Regions from separate parts of the Sus scrofa genome. Here region 1 is linked to region 2. Evidence: chromatin contacts called from public HiChIP or PLAC-seq data. All regions are on one chromosome and are shown on one strand. Each heading gives the region's core, a stretch centred on a gene start, on an enhancer-like site or on the middle of the called end of the contact. The rest is flanking DNA. Distances are from core to core; before and after follow the strand shown. Region 1 has its middle 140 kb from the start of KLF6. Region 2 has its middle 280 kb from the start of KLF6.

What was found. HiChIP or PLAC-seq counts read pairs in DNA pulled down with a chosen protein or histone mark.
Region 1: a contact with region 2 is called in an H3K27ac HiChIP or PLAC-seq map of alveolar macrophages. The contact joins two enhancer-like sites. A contact is called at or near these places in 1 of 47 Hi-C or Micro-C datasets (embryonic fibroblasts) and 1 of 2 datasets of contacts at active chromatin or transcription factors (alveolar macrophages).

What each region holds. Positions count from the first base shown.
Region 1 is chr10:66,348,284-66,353,940 of Sscrofa11.1, forward strand. No RefSeq gene overlaps it. Among named protein-coding and RNA genes, the nearest start is that of KLF6, 140 kb to the right of the region's middle. Within about 2 kb of position 2,273, at least 23 of the 83 cell types and tissues checked have an H3K27ac peak or open chromatin away from gene starts, as enhancers often do. A contact at or near this core is called in alveolar macrophages, where this site is marked.
Region 2 is chr10:66,209,338-66,215,326 of Sscrofa11.1, forward strand. No RefSeq gene overlaps it. Among named protein-coding and RNA genes, the nearest start is that of KLF6, 280 kb to the right of the region's middle. Within about 2 kb of position 1,379, at least 10 of the 83 cell types and tissues checked have an H3K27ac peak or open chromatin away from gene starts, as enhancers often do. A contact at or near this core is called in alveolar macrophages, where this site is marked.

The DNA.
Region 1 (5,657 bases), core at 1,023-3,522, 140 kb after region 2:
GTCAACTTCTGGAATTTAGGGACTGGAGAACCAAAGTCTATGCAATTCAGAATTCTTAATCTGTGTTTACCTGCTAGCCTCATTCCTCAGTGGGGCCAGGGAGCAGAGGCAGCCTGGTCCCTGTGAGGAAGATTGAGGGCACGGAGGAAGGAATCACTAGTTCTCATCTCAGAAAATAAGATACCACCTCCTAACATAGCCCAGTTTCAGTTTCTCCTCTGCTCGAAGGGATCGTTGTCTTATCTCTCATCCTACAAGAGCCAGCTTGGCGAGCCTCAGTCCCCCGACCTGACTTATCCTCAGGCACCCCATCATTTCCCATCACCCCACCACCAGCACCTTCCTCCCCCAGGCGTGATCTGCCACACCGAGAAACAATAAAAAAAAAAAGAGAAAATTTCAAGTGGAGGCCCCTAGACATTTCTCTGGAAAAATACCATCTTGGGCAAATAAACCTTCCCCCCAAAGGCTGGCTAACTAAACACAAACAACTGAAAAGTCATTCAGATAAATAGGTCAGTAAGCAAGTCACAACTGAAAAAAAAAAAAAATTCACTGAGAAGTTCCCCTGTTCAGAAATATGTTACTGTTTAAAAGGATGCCTGGGAGTCCTTTTTCTAATCAGACTCGCTTTTTAAAGGCATTTAGAGAATATGCTCATTAGCAAAACCCAAATCCAGGCTGATGCCATTATCTGGGTACCAGCTCTGTCTGAACACCTGGGCGCTGCCTTGATAAGCATCTCTGTTCACTGAAAATGGAGGGGCTTGCCGTGAAAGACTTTTTGCTACAGAAATTTCTGACTTTTATAACTAGATAAGAAAGATTAAATTTAACAAATTTAGCATAAAGTGGAAGAACCATGTCCTGATTCCCTTAGATACCAAGGCAGCCATTGCCAAAGAAAATTGCCTAGGATCTCCATATGCCCAAATTGCTCATATGCAGTATTCCAAGATGTTTTTCTCAACCCGTCATGTAACTGTCCATCTTCCTAGCTAGCTAACTAGCTAGCCCTCAGTCATGGTTTAAATACAGTTTGATTAAAATTACCTGGTAGAAGTACAAATAAATATATTTGTGGCCAAAAAGAGTAACATGAATGTTTTGTTTTGTTTTGTTTTAAATAATGGCCACATTTTAGAACCTGAGAATTAAAGGATACACGAGATTAAAAATTCACATCATAAGTGAAGGCTTTTCTTTTTCTATTTTGCCTTAGATCCTTACTAAAATAATACAGAATGCATTTTGTATTGAAGTTAGTTGACTCACAATATTATATTAGTGTCAGGTGTGCAACAGAGTGGTTCAGTATTTTTGCAGATTATACTTCATTATAGGTTGTTACAAGGTCATAGCTCAGCAGTAATGAACCCAACTAGTATCCATGAGGATGTGGGTTTATTCACTGGCCTTGCTCTGTGGGTGAAGGATCCGGCGTTGTCCTGAGCCTCAGTGTAGGTCACAGGCATGGTTTGGCATAGGCTGGCAGCTGCAGTTCCAATTCAACCCCTAGCCAGGGAACTTCCATATGCTGCAGGTGTGACCCTAAGAAGACAAAAAAAAAAAAAAAAAAAAAAAAAAAAAGATAATGGCTGTATTCCTTGTGCTGTGTCCCCGTTGCTTATCTATTCTATACATCACAGTTTGGACCCGTTAATCCTATACCCCTATTTTGTTCTTCCTGGCTCCCCTCTCACCTTTGGTAACCACAAGTTTGTTTTCTATATCTGTGAGTCATACAGAATGGATTTAGTCAATGCTACTTGATTTCTTAGAACTATAGCAGCCGGAAATTTTTTTTAGCAGAACAAGATTTTCTTGTTTTTAACAAAGCCACAGATCTCGCACACAGGGCTAACCCCAGCTGTAATCTGCCAGGGGCGTGATTATACAGATTATTAGTATTTTGTTTCCATGGAGGTTCTTTCTTTCTCTCTTCACTCACTGAAGGAGTGAGTGAGACTAAAGAATATGAAAGACAGGTCCATCCGTGGGTTGGGTTTGCTCTTGTTTAGCTTTTGTTTCTGTTTTGTTTTGTGTTGCTTGTCATAAAGAACAGAGTAAACGAAACTTTTTAGACAGAGCCTAGCTTTCTTTCACTGAAACAGAAAAGGCTCTTCCTGATCTTTTGGAAATTTCCCTTTCATTATTCATTAAGCAAAACGCCACCCAAAGTGAAAGTTCCAGGAACATTTGCAAATGCTGTCCCTGGGAGGCAGTGCCTTGGGGCGCGAGATGCTGGAGGGTTTAGGATTGACAGTCACCAGAGGAAGTGGCTTGCTTATCTCTGACTTTCTCTGTGCCTTTTTCTTAGTATAAACTGAGCTCTAAGCAAACCACATTTTCCTACTGTAGAAAATCAGCAGGTCCATATTAAAAGTCCCATTTGAAAGAGATGTGTTATCCTTTGAGACATGACTGGTCTTAGTATTTACGCCTGATTCTAAACTCTTCTTCCCCAATATCCAAGGATGCTGTGAGTCTTAAGCCAGCAAAAGTACACCTGAAAGTGGTCACAAGTCGCCAACTGTTGTCTAGTCTTTCCTAAAAGAAAAAAAAAAATCAAATTTGCTTAAAAAATAAAAGGGTTTGGGAGTTCCCATCGTGGTGCATCGGAAACGAATCCAACTAGGAACCACGAGGTTGTGGGTTCAATCCCTGGCCTCGCCCAGTGGGTTAAGGATCCAGCATTGCCATGAGCTGTGGTGTAGGTCACAGACGCAGCTCAGATCTGGCGTTGCTGTGGCTGTGGTGTAGCCAGTGGCTACAGCTCCGATTAGACCCCTAGCCTGGGAACCTCTGTATGCTGCAGGTGCGGTCCTGAAAATCACAAATAAATAAATAAGTAAATAAATAAAAGGGTTTGGCCTTTCCCTTGTAACTTTTAACAGCCTCTATTCTAAGATGAAAGGCACCCAGCACACAGACCTTTCGATGTTCTTTGATCACTTTCCTCAGACGTGTTCAATTAGTTTATTTTCATTAACTTTTCTAGGACAGGGCAGACCTTGAGGCCTAGAACATGGCCCATTAGACCCAAACCCGACCTCTGCCCTCGGGGTCTGGGGGGGCAGGTGCGGACGTTGAGTCCCCACTTCCCCCTCCGGGCTCTGCCCGGAGAGTTTTCTCCAGGAAGTTCTTCCTCACTGGCATTTTCTTTTATTTCCAGGTGACAAATACTGATCTGGGGAGAAGGACTTGTGTGTGTCCTGACCTGCAGTGTGTTGCATCACCAGCAAAACAGCACTTGCCTGAATCGAGGCCTGATAGGACACCTGGGTTTCCCACAAAGGAAACCGCGGGTCCGGCTGCCCCGAGGGAAATGGTGTGGGGGCTCCTGGGTAAGGGGGGGGCGACAGAAACCTCGTCCTGCCGTGCGCCAGGTTCCAAAGAGTAAGGGGGGGCTCCTTGTGTTTAAATGCAGTACTAGCAAACATCGCCGTCTTTAAAACCCTGATACTGTCTCTTTGTGATGACCCAGGGGGGAAAACTGCTAAAACTAAGAGCAGCCATATTCTTCCAAAATAAAGACTTTCAAACCCAGTCATAGTCGCCATCAAATGCTGAATATTTATTGACCAAATCTTTTTAAAAAATCTTCAATTTACCATTTATATTCTCCTTCCACAGCCAGGCAGACAGCGGGAGTCATGGAATTCGAGATGGATGTTAATAAAACCACGCTCGGGACCAAAGTCACATTAAATAAGTCCAGAGGCCAGACGCCCCACGCGTAAATATGCCACATTCAGTTGATCATTAGGAAAGTGCTAAAAATATTATCTCTTCACCTTAAAGAAATAATGGGAAGACATAAAACTCACTTGAACCTTTGAGCCCCAGCCAAGAGCTGACACCAAATGCCAAGTTAAGGGCAGGCCGATGTGTTTTTCTAGCTTGTAAAACTTCCGACAAGCATCACAAAGTTTGGTAGCTAATTCAGTGCTTGTTCTTGTACACCAAGTGTCAGGATCCAGGCGTGGACCGAGGATGGTGGGTGGAGTGGAGAGAATATCACCGCGGGGGGAGCGGCGTGGGGCGGAGTGGATGACGCAGTGGGGGCGCCGAGTGTCCTGCGTCCAGGGAGTGAGGGGTGCCCTGTCTGTGCAGAATTGAAAACACTAAGACGACCACCTCGGGGTCCATCAACCTCCCATTTCCCTGCACGCTGGCCCCACATACAACCTCCGCGCTCAAGTCTTGCCCGTGGAGCGACCCGCCACCATCCAAATGGCACCCACTCGGAGCCCCGACCACATCTCTCTGCTGCCGTAAAGTTCTCACTGTCGGGAGCAATGTCCAAACTCTTCTGAAACCCTCCCCTCACCATCACTCATTGACAACCATCGGTAGCTTAAATAAACACAGAAATACAAACAGAAACGGAGTCACAGGCTTACGGTTACCAAAGGGGGAGGGGGGAGGGAGTGGGGCTTTGGGACCGGCAGGGGCCCGGTTTGGTCCATGGAATGGGTGGTCCATGGGGCCCTGCTGTGTGGCACAGAGAACCTGCTCGATGTTCTGTGATGACCTGCATGGGAATGGAAGCCTGCCTGTGCATGGTGAGTCATGCCATAGAGCAGAAATTAACACAACACTGCGAATCAGCTCTACTTCAAGTAAATGGTTTAAAAGGAAATAAATAACTGTCCCTTAGTGCAGACAAACGTACAACACTACTGGCCCTCGGGTATTGAGTGTCATCCTCCCGCTGGCATCAGGCTCGAACACCACACTAGCTGAAGGACTGAAGGAGAAATGGACGCGGGCAGCTCCAGGGGCGAGGAAACCCTCCCAGCACGTAATGATGTGATTCAGCCTCTGGGATGGGTGTGTTCTGAACACTCGATTGAAATATTGCAAGGATGCTCTTCTTGCTCTCGATGTTGAACGGAACTTCAGACGGGCTGCCGTCACCAAGATCAAAGGACAGTGCTGCTGAAATCTAACTGAAGGCAGGCCAGGAACATTTTGGAAGTGCTGCTTTTTGCAGTGGATTTTTTCACTGCAATATGTGCAAACACACACCCTTGCAGTGCCCGTGTGAAAAATGAAAGAGAGATGCAACATTCCAGGCACATCACGGGGGCCCGGGGAGAAGGCAGAAGAAAGAAACGTAGCAAAGAGGACAGGCATGTTCAATCAACCTCTGCAGAGAAGACAGAAGGGAAGGTACACAGCTGGTTTACACACAGCCAGTGCTTAGGATACGTACACATATACAGTTGGTGCCTAATATATGTGTGTACTATCTGTGCTTCGTGTATATTCATGTATGCCGTTGGTACTTAATATGGATGCATGTCTAGAGTCAGAACTTTACCGATAAACACTTAGGGCCACAACAGACCGCACGTCAAACGTAAAAACCAACTCACTGGTGCGTCTGTTTAAAAGACCCAGCGGTTGTCTTTGCTGTCCTTGCTGTTGAGACACAGAAATGAGGGGTCAAAGCAGGGACGAACCAAGCAGGTGAGTGACTCTCATACTTAACCCTAAATGACTGAGGTTTCCTCATCCTATGACACAGCGCTGTGAACCTTTTCAAGGGTAGAAACATGTCACAAAGCAAAGGAAGGAAGGAAATCACAGAGCAGAGCGAAGGTTTTCCAAGCCCGTGGGCTATGCTGACTTTCCAGACACATGAACGC
Region 2 (5,989 bases), core at 129-2,628:
AGTAAGGAGGGCGCTTTATACAGTTGGGATAAACGGCCTGTGCACAGTCCTATCTGCTGGCTTCCATGGAATTGAGGCCAGAATGACCCCTTGAGGGGAAGGCACACTGGTGGTTGTCCCCACGAAACACTGAAGAAGGCAGGTGACACGAGCAGCCACGTCACATGTTAAAAGGGCGATGAGGTTAGAGGACGAGGGTGCTGCCAGGCCACTGAGATGCTTTGCTTGTAGATTAAAAGGATACAAGATTTCTACCGTTCCCATAGTTGGTAAATTAGATGAGCGAAGACAGGTGGGATCCCCAAGAAGTCCTACCATAAAATAGATAAGAGGAGTTCCCGTCGTGGCTCAGCAGTTAACGAACCCAACTATTATCCACGAGGATGCAGGTTCGATCCCTGGCTTCACTCAGTGGGTTAAGGATCCATCGTGGCCGTGAGCTGGGGTGTAGGTCACAGATGTGGCTCGGATGCCGAGTTGCTGTGGCTGTGGCGTAGGCTGGCGGCTACAGCTCCAATTGGACCCCTAGCCTGGAAACCTCCATATGCTGCAGGTGAGACCCTAAAAAGATGAAAAAATAATAATAAAAAAATAAAATTAAGGATAAGGGATTTACATTCTTTTTAGAAAAATTAATGAAAAGTAGCAAGTTAGGTGGACACAATCTGAGGTCAGGCAGCTGAGCATGAGTGGGGAGCAGAGCACAGGACTGGCACTGCCCAGAGGTGCACTGGGCCTGAGGTCAGCTTTCCACGGGGTGGCGGTGGCGATGGCACTCACCTCATTCCCCTCCCCCCGGGGGTGGGGGTGGGGCGCCCACAGAGACAGCCATTTGCCCAAGACCCAAGCTCTCGGAATAAGTCACTTAATGGGAAATTTCCCTGGAACCCGAGAGTCTGAGCAACCTCAGCCTGAGAGGAGGAAGAAAAGCAGTGTCTCCTAAGAAATGACAGCCCTGGGCCAGTCCTCATGGGGCCTGGGAACCCACAAAACGCACAGCGAGCCCTCCGAGGAAAGTGGGCCAGGGATCCAGCAGCCCCAGGCGCTTGGCACAGTGTAGCTGGGCTTGCACTCAACCCCAGCCTCAAAGAACAAACACAGATAAAGTTGCAAAAGTCTCTTTTCCCTCGAGGAAGCCAGACCTCGGAAGTAAACAGGTGCAGGCAGGCAAAAAAAGATGGCAGATTGATTGGCAGAGGATTTTTGGTGTGGAACTATAGACGAAAAAGTAAAACAAGTAGATGTGCTATATTTAGTTCTGTGGGAACAAATACTACGAGACAAACATGGTCAAGCAGCTTTTCAAACTAAAAGGAATTTCTAGGTAACACGTATACTAATTGAAATGAAAAGCTCCACAAACAGATGTGTCACCCTGTTGGACAGATCTGAAGAAGGAAGCAAGAGTGAGCTGGGGGCTCCGTGAGGAAATGACTCAGAGAACCGCACGCACTCTGTAAAAAATTGTGCCACGTCTTCATGCCACTTAGGATCAAGACAGTATTTCTTAAGACAAATAAATACATAACTTGAAAAGAAAACCTTCTGTATATTCTATCACCTCAAAATGAAGCACACCAGGAAGACATTAACATAGGAGAAGACACGGCACCGTGGAGATGGCAAAAGGACTTTTAGAGGAAATACCGAAAGCGAGCGCCATGAACGCCAACCGCTAAGTGGGGCTTTATCAAAATCGTAAACGTAGCCTCTATAAGAGACGCCTGTCAGCGAATGAAAAGCCGTAGACTGAGAGAAAATATTTCCAAAACAGATCTCTGATAAATAACTTAATCCAAAGTATACAAAGAACCCTTAAAACGCGACAACAACAACCAGAAACATCCAACTCAATTAAGGAGTGGGCAAAAGATCTGAACAGGTACCTCAACGAAGAAGCCCATGCAATGAGTGTTGAAGAAATAGACTCACAGACATAGAAAACAAACTTACGGTTACCGAAAGGGGAAGCGGGGAGGGATAGATGGGGAGTCTGAGATTAGCAGATACCCACGACTCTGTATGAAACAGATACGGTGGAGCACAGAGAACGTGCTCGGGATTCCATGATAACCTATTCTGGGAAAGAATCGGAAAACACACATGCGTATATATGTATGTGTCTGTGTATATTTGCTGTACACTTGAAACGAACACATTGTAAATCAGCTACACTTCAACTTTTAAAAAGTCATGTTTAAAAATGTTTGCATCAACGCAGAGTGAGTCGCGGTGGTGTTTGCAGGCGTGCCATGTGCAAAATAAAATAATGCAAACCATCCAGGCAGCTACTTGGCAGCACAGAAGTCCTCCTCCTGTCCTTGGGTTTGCAGGCTGAAGGCGGGGTTCACTCCATCACGCCCCCCCCCCCCACGTCTTTTCGTTTTCTGACCTCCTGTTACGAGGGCAGCTTCGCATCCTCAGAACAGGATCTCGTGCCTGCCAGGGGCGCATGCTCCAAGGTGACTCCCTCCACGCTCCCACTTGGTCCCACCCACGTCAAAGCCCGCGAATGATCTACGCGAGCCCTTTAAGAGGGGTCGTCTCTTCGTGTCCGTCGTTCCAGGCTCCTGGGAAGCCGCCCCAGTAGATGTGCTAAGCCCTGTTTCAGACTGCCGCCCTGCAAGCTCTCCTCTGCCGTCTTTTATTTAGAGACTGAGCTCCCGCATGGCTGCTCTGATAAGAGCCTTGTACCCCACCTCTGCCGGCTGTCCGTTTCTCAGGGAAAGTCCTGGCAGCGGTGGGCCGGCAGCTGAGAAGCCCTTGATGGTCCCAGATTGGTTGCCCTCACCTCATTCTTGCGGCCGGGGCCAAAGGATAGAGATGCAACCCAGAGGCGTCCCTGCAGGCCAAGTCGCCTGTGCCCAGAGTGTGTGCTGCTGCCTGGAAGTTTCCAGGTAACAAGGCATGAAAGTCACAAAACTGAAACAAGCCAAATGGAACATAAGCTTTTCAGAATCTCCCTTTTGCGACAGAGGAATTCTCCTAAAATGCTTTTATTCTTCTCACGTCCCTGGACACCCAGGACTCTATCTGCTGTGCTCCTTTTTTTTCTGTACAGCATAGTGACCCAGTCATACATATATGTATATTCTTTTTCTCTATCCCAAGAGACTGGATATAGTTCCCAGTGCTGTGCAGTAGGACCTCATTGCTCTTCCATTCTAAATGCAATAGTTTCTACCTCCTAACTCCAAACTCCCAGTCCATCCCACTCCCTCTCCCTCTCCCTCACCCTTGGCAACCACAAGTCTGCTTTCTATGTCTGTGAACCTGTTTTTGTTTTGTGGGTAGTTTCATTTGTGTCATATTTTGGATTCCACATATAAATGATGTCATACGGTATCTTTCTCTTTCTGACTTCACTTCACTTAGCATGAGAGTCTCTGTTTGCATCCATGTTGCTGCAGATGGCATGATCTCATTCTTTTTCATGGCTGAGTAGTATTCTATTGTATACATGTACCACATCTTCTGAATCCATTCTTCTGTCAATGGACATGTCTTGGCTATTGTGCATAGTGCTGCAATGAACATAGGGGTGCATGGATCTCTTTGAATGAAAGCGCACTCTGAATGACTCTCTCTGCCTTCAGTTTGTTTAGTCCTCAGAGCCCTTGTCACGAGTTTGGCAACAATAACTCTCTCCTAAGACCAGTTCACATGGGGAGGCTGTGAGGGGGCTCTGCTGTGTGGCAGCACAACCCGGCCTTCTCGCTGGCTAGTCCTGGAACCACAGTACTCCCCAGGAGGCCACAGGGACTGTTTAATGGACTTATAGCTCTTAAGGCACTTTATTGATGCTACTGAAATGTGACTGTTTGAGAGAGAATGTGTCGGTACGCTGTTGTTGCTGCTGTTTTATTTTTTCTAATTACCGCGAAAGCCAGCTGGCAGGAGGCACTGGTAGGGAACTAGGAGGTTCTGGTTTCTGGTTCCTCAGCCTGACCTTCCCAGGTCATCACCTCCCTTGTCGTCCGTTTACTAGGCTGTTAGACGAGGGCCCAGGAAAGCATCGAATCCCAAAGGACCACCGTTCAAAGAACATCTGCGGGCCTTGGTTGTCACCCTGTGAAGCCGAAGCCTGAGAAGGGTGGGCAGATCAGCAGAGGATGAGATGCCAGGCCGTCTGCAATGCTGGTGGTGGGCCTGCCATGCTGCCCCCTGGAGGAAGCCCATGGAAATGTCCTCTTCACTTACAGGCGCGAGGGACCCCTGGGTGACCCCAAAACACACAGCGTTAAGGGAGAAAACCGACGTGCCAGTGCGGTCCTCACTCAGGGAGAGTATGAGGCTCCCGGAAAAAGAAGACTGAACACAAGCGGTATCACCCAGCACGCCTGAAAAACACGGGAACCCGTGAGGAAAACCTCTCATCCTAAGGTTGGTGAGTGGAGTGGTTTATGCTTTCAACAATGAGGAGAATTTTCTCACTGAAGAGAGTCAAGCTGATGAAAAAACACAAGGACCACAACTCTAAGCAGGCCATTCCAGAGCCGGCTGCCGCGGCACAGCCGCCCCTTGGCCGGGCCACCGAGAGGGAAACCTCGGGCGGCTGCAGCTCTGAGCAAAGGGCTCCCCGCTGGACTCCAGGGCTCAGGACCAAGTGCGATCTGGGACGGAGTCACCCACCCCTGTGTTCTCTGCATGTATGGAGGAAGCTGCTTCTGCGCAACCGCCCTGCAGAGGCTGACTGCTCAGCATCTCGCTCCCCTCCAGTCCCTCTCACCCCTGGCAGGCTCCCTGCCTTGGGACCACACTGAGCAATCCTAGAAGCAGGGCGGATGCCCGGCCAGAGCTTTTGTGCCCCACAAGGTCATCAGGAAAGGTCATCGGAGCTTGAGCTGAGTGCCCACGTGCTGGAAGAGGTCGGCAGGGGCGTCGTCACAGCAGCAAACGGCAGGGAGCCACGGGGGACGATGATCCACGCTCCCTGGAAATGTGCTCAGGAGGGGAGTCCGTGTACGAGACGTTTTGATGCCGCTGGTTTCTCTCCTGCTTTTTAACCATGTGTAGAGCGAAAATAGAAAGTATGAAATGGATTTTTTTCAGTACTATGAAGAAAGGTTTGAAGATTAATTGAAACGAGTGTCTCAACATCTTGGAAGTATACATAATTTTTTTTTTTACACTGAGGACAAAAAAATAGTCATTTTAAATAGAACCCATAGCGTGCATGGGAGACAACTGGGCCCCGCTGAGCGGAGGGTCTGAGCAGATGCACCTGACGCGCCTCTGATCCCTCCATTACCAGCCACTTCCCAGGCTGCTGCTAGGGCTCTGACAGCGGCGGCTGACCCCCGAAGGAGGGCTCGGTGGGAAGACCTGCAGAGAGATTGGCTGGGCTCCATCCTCCGTCGGCTGGACAGGGATCGGGGCACCGTCCGCACTGGGTCCTCAGCAAGCAAGAGCACCGAGCAGCGAGTCCTGGGAAGGGCCTGGTTGCAGAGCTATGGAGACCCCTGGGGAGGGGATCAACCTGTGGCTCTGCCTGAGCTGGTTCGGTCGCCGTCCTGAAGGTGAAGAAACAGCTGCACGGGGCAGAGCCCTACCTGTCCCCGAAGGGGGGGACTAGGAGGACAGGTGCGTGTCCCAGGAGGTGGCTGAGCTAATGGCCATCGAAGGAGGAACGATGCGCCTCTCTCCAGTTTTAGCACGGCCAGCAGCCCCCGTGTGAAACCACCACCAGAGCTGAGTTGCAGGGAGCAAGCGAAGCAAAATAGCCCACGCCCAGGAGGTCTGCCCAGCCTGGAAAGGCGAGGCAGGGACACCAGACGCAGCCGCTTGGTGAACCAGAGCGCAGATGTGGCTCCAGATCCAAGGGCTGCACACAGAGGAGACTCTGAAGCTAAAATCCGCCACGTCTTCTAGATGAGCTGAAAAAGATGGTTGCCATCCAGGGCTGTCTTAGAAACCCGGAGAACTAAGTCTAAGAAACATCTCTAAGCCCAGAGCAAAACAGTAGAGCTGGCCTCCCGGGCAGAAGATG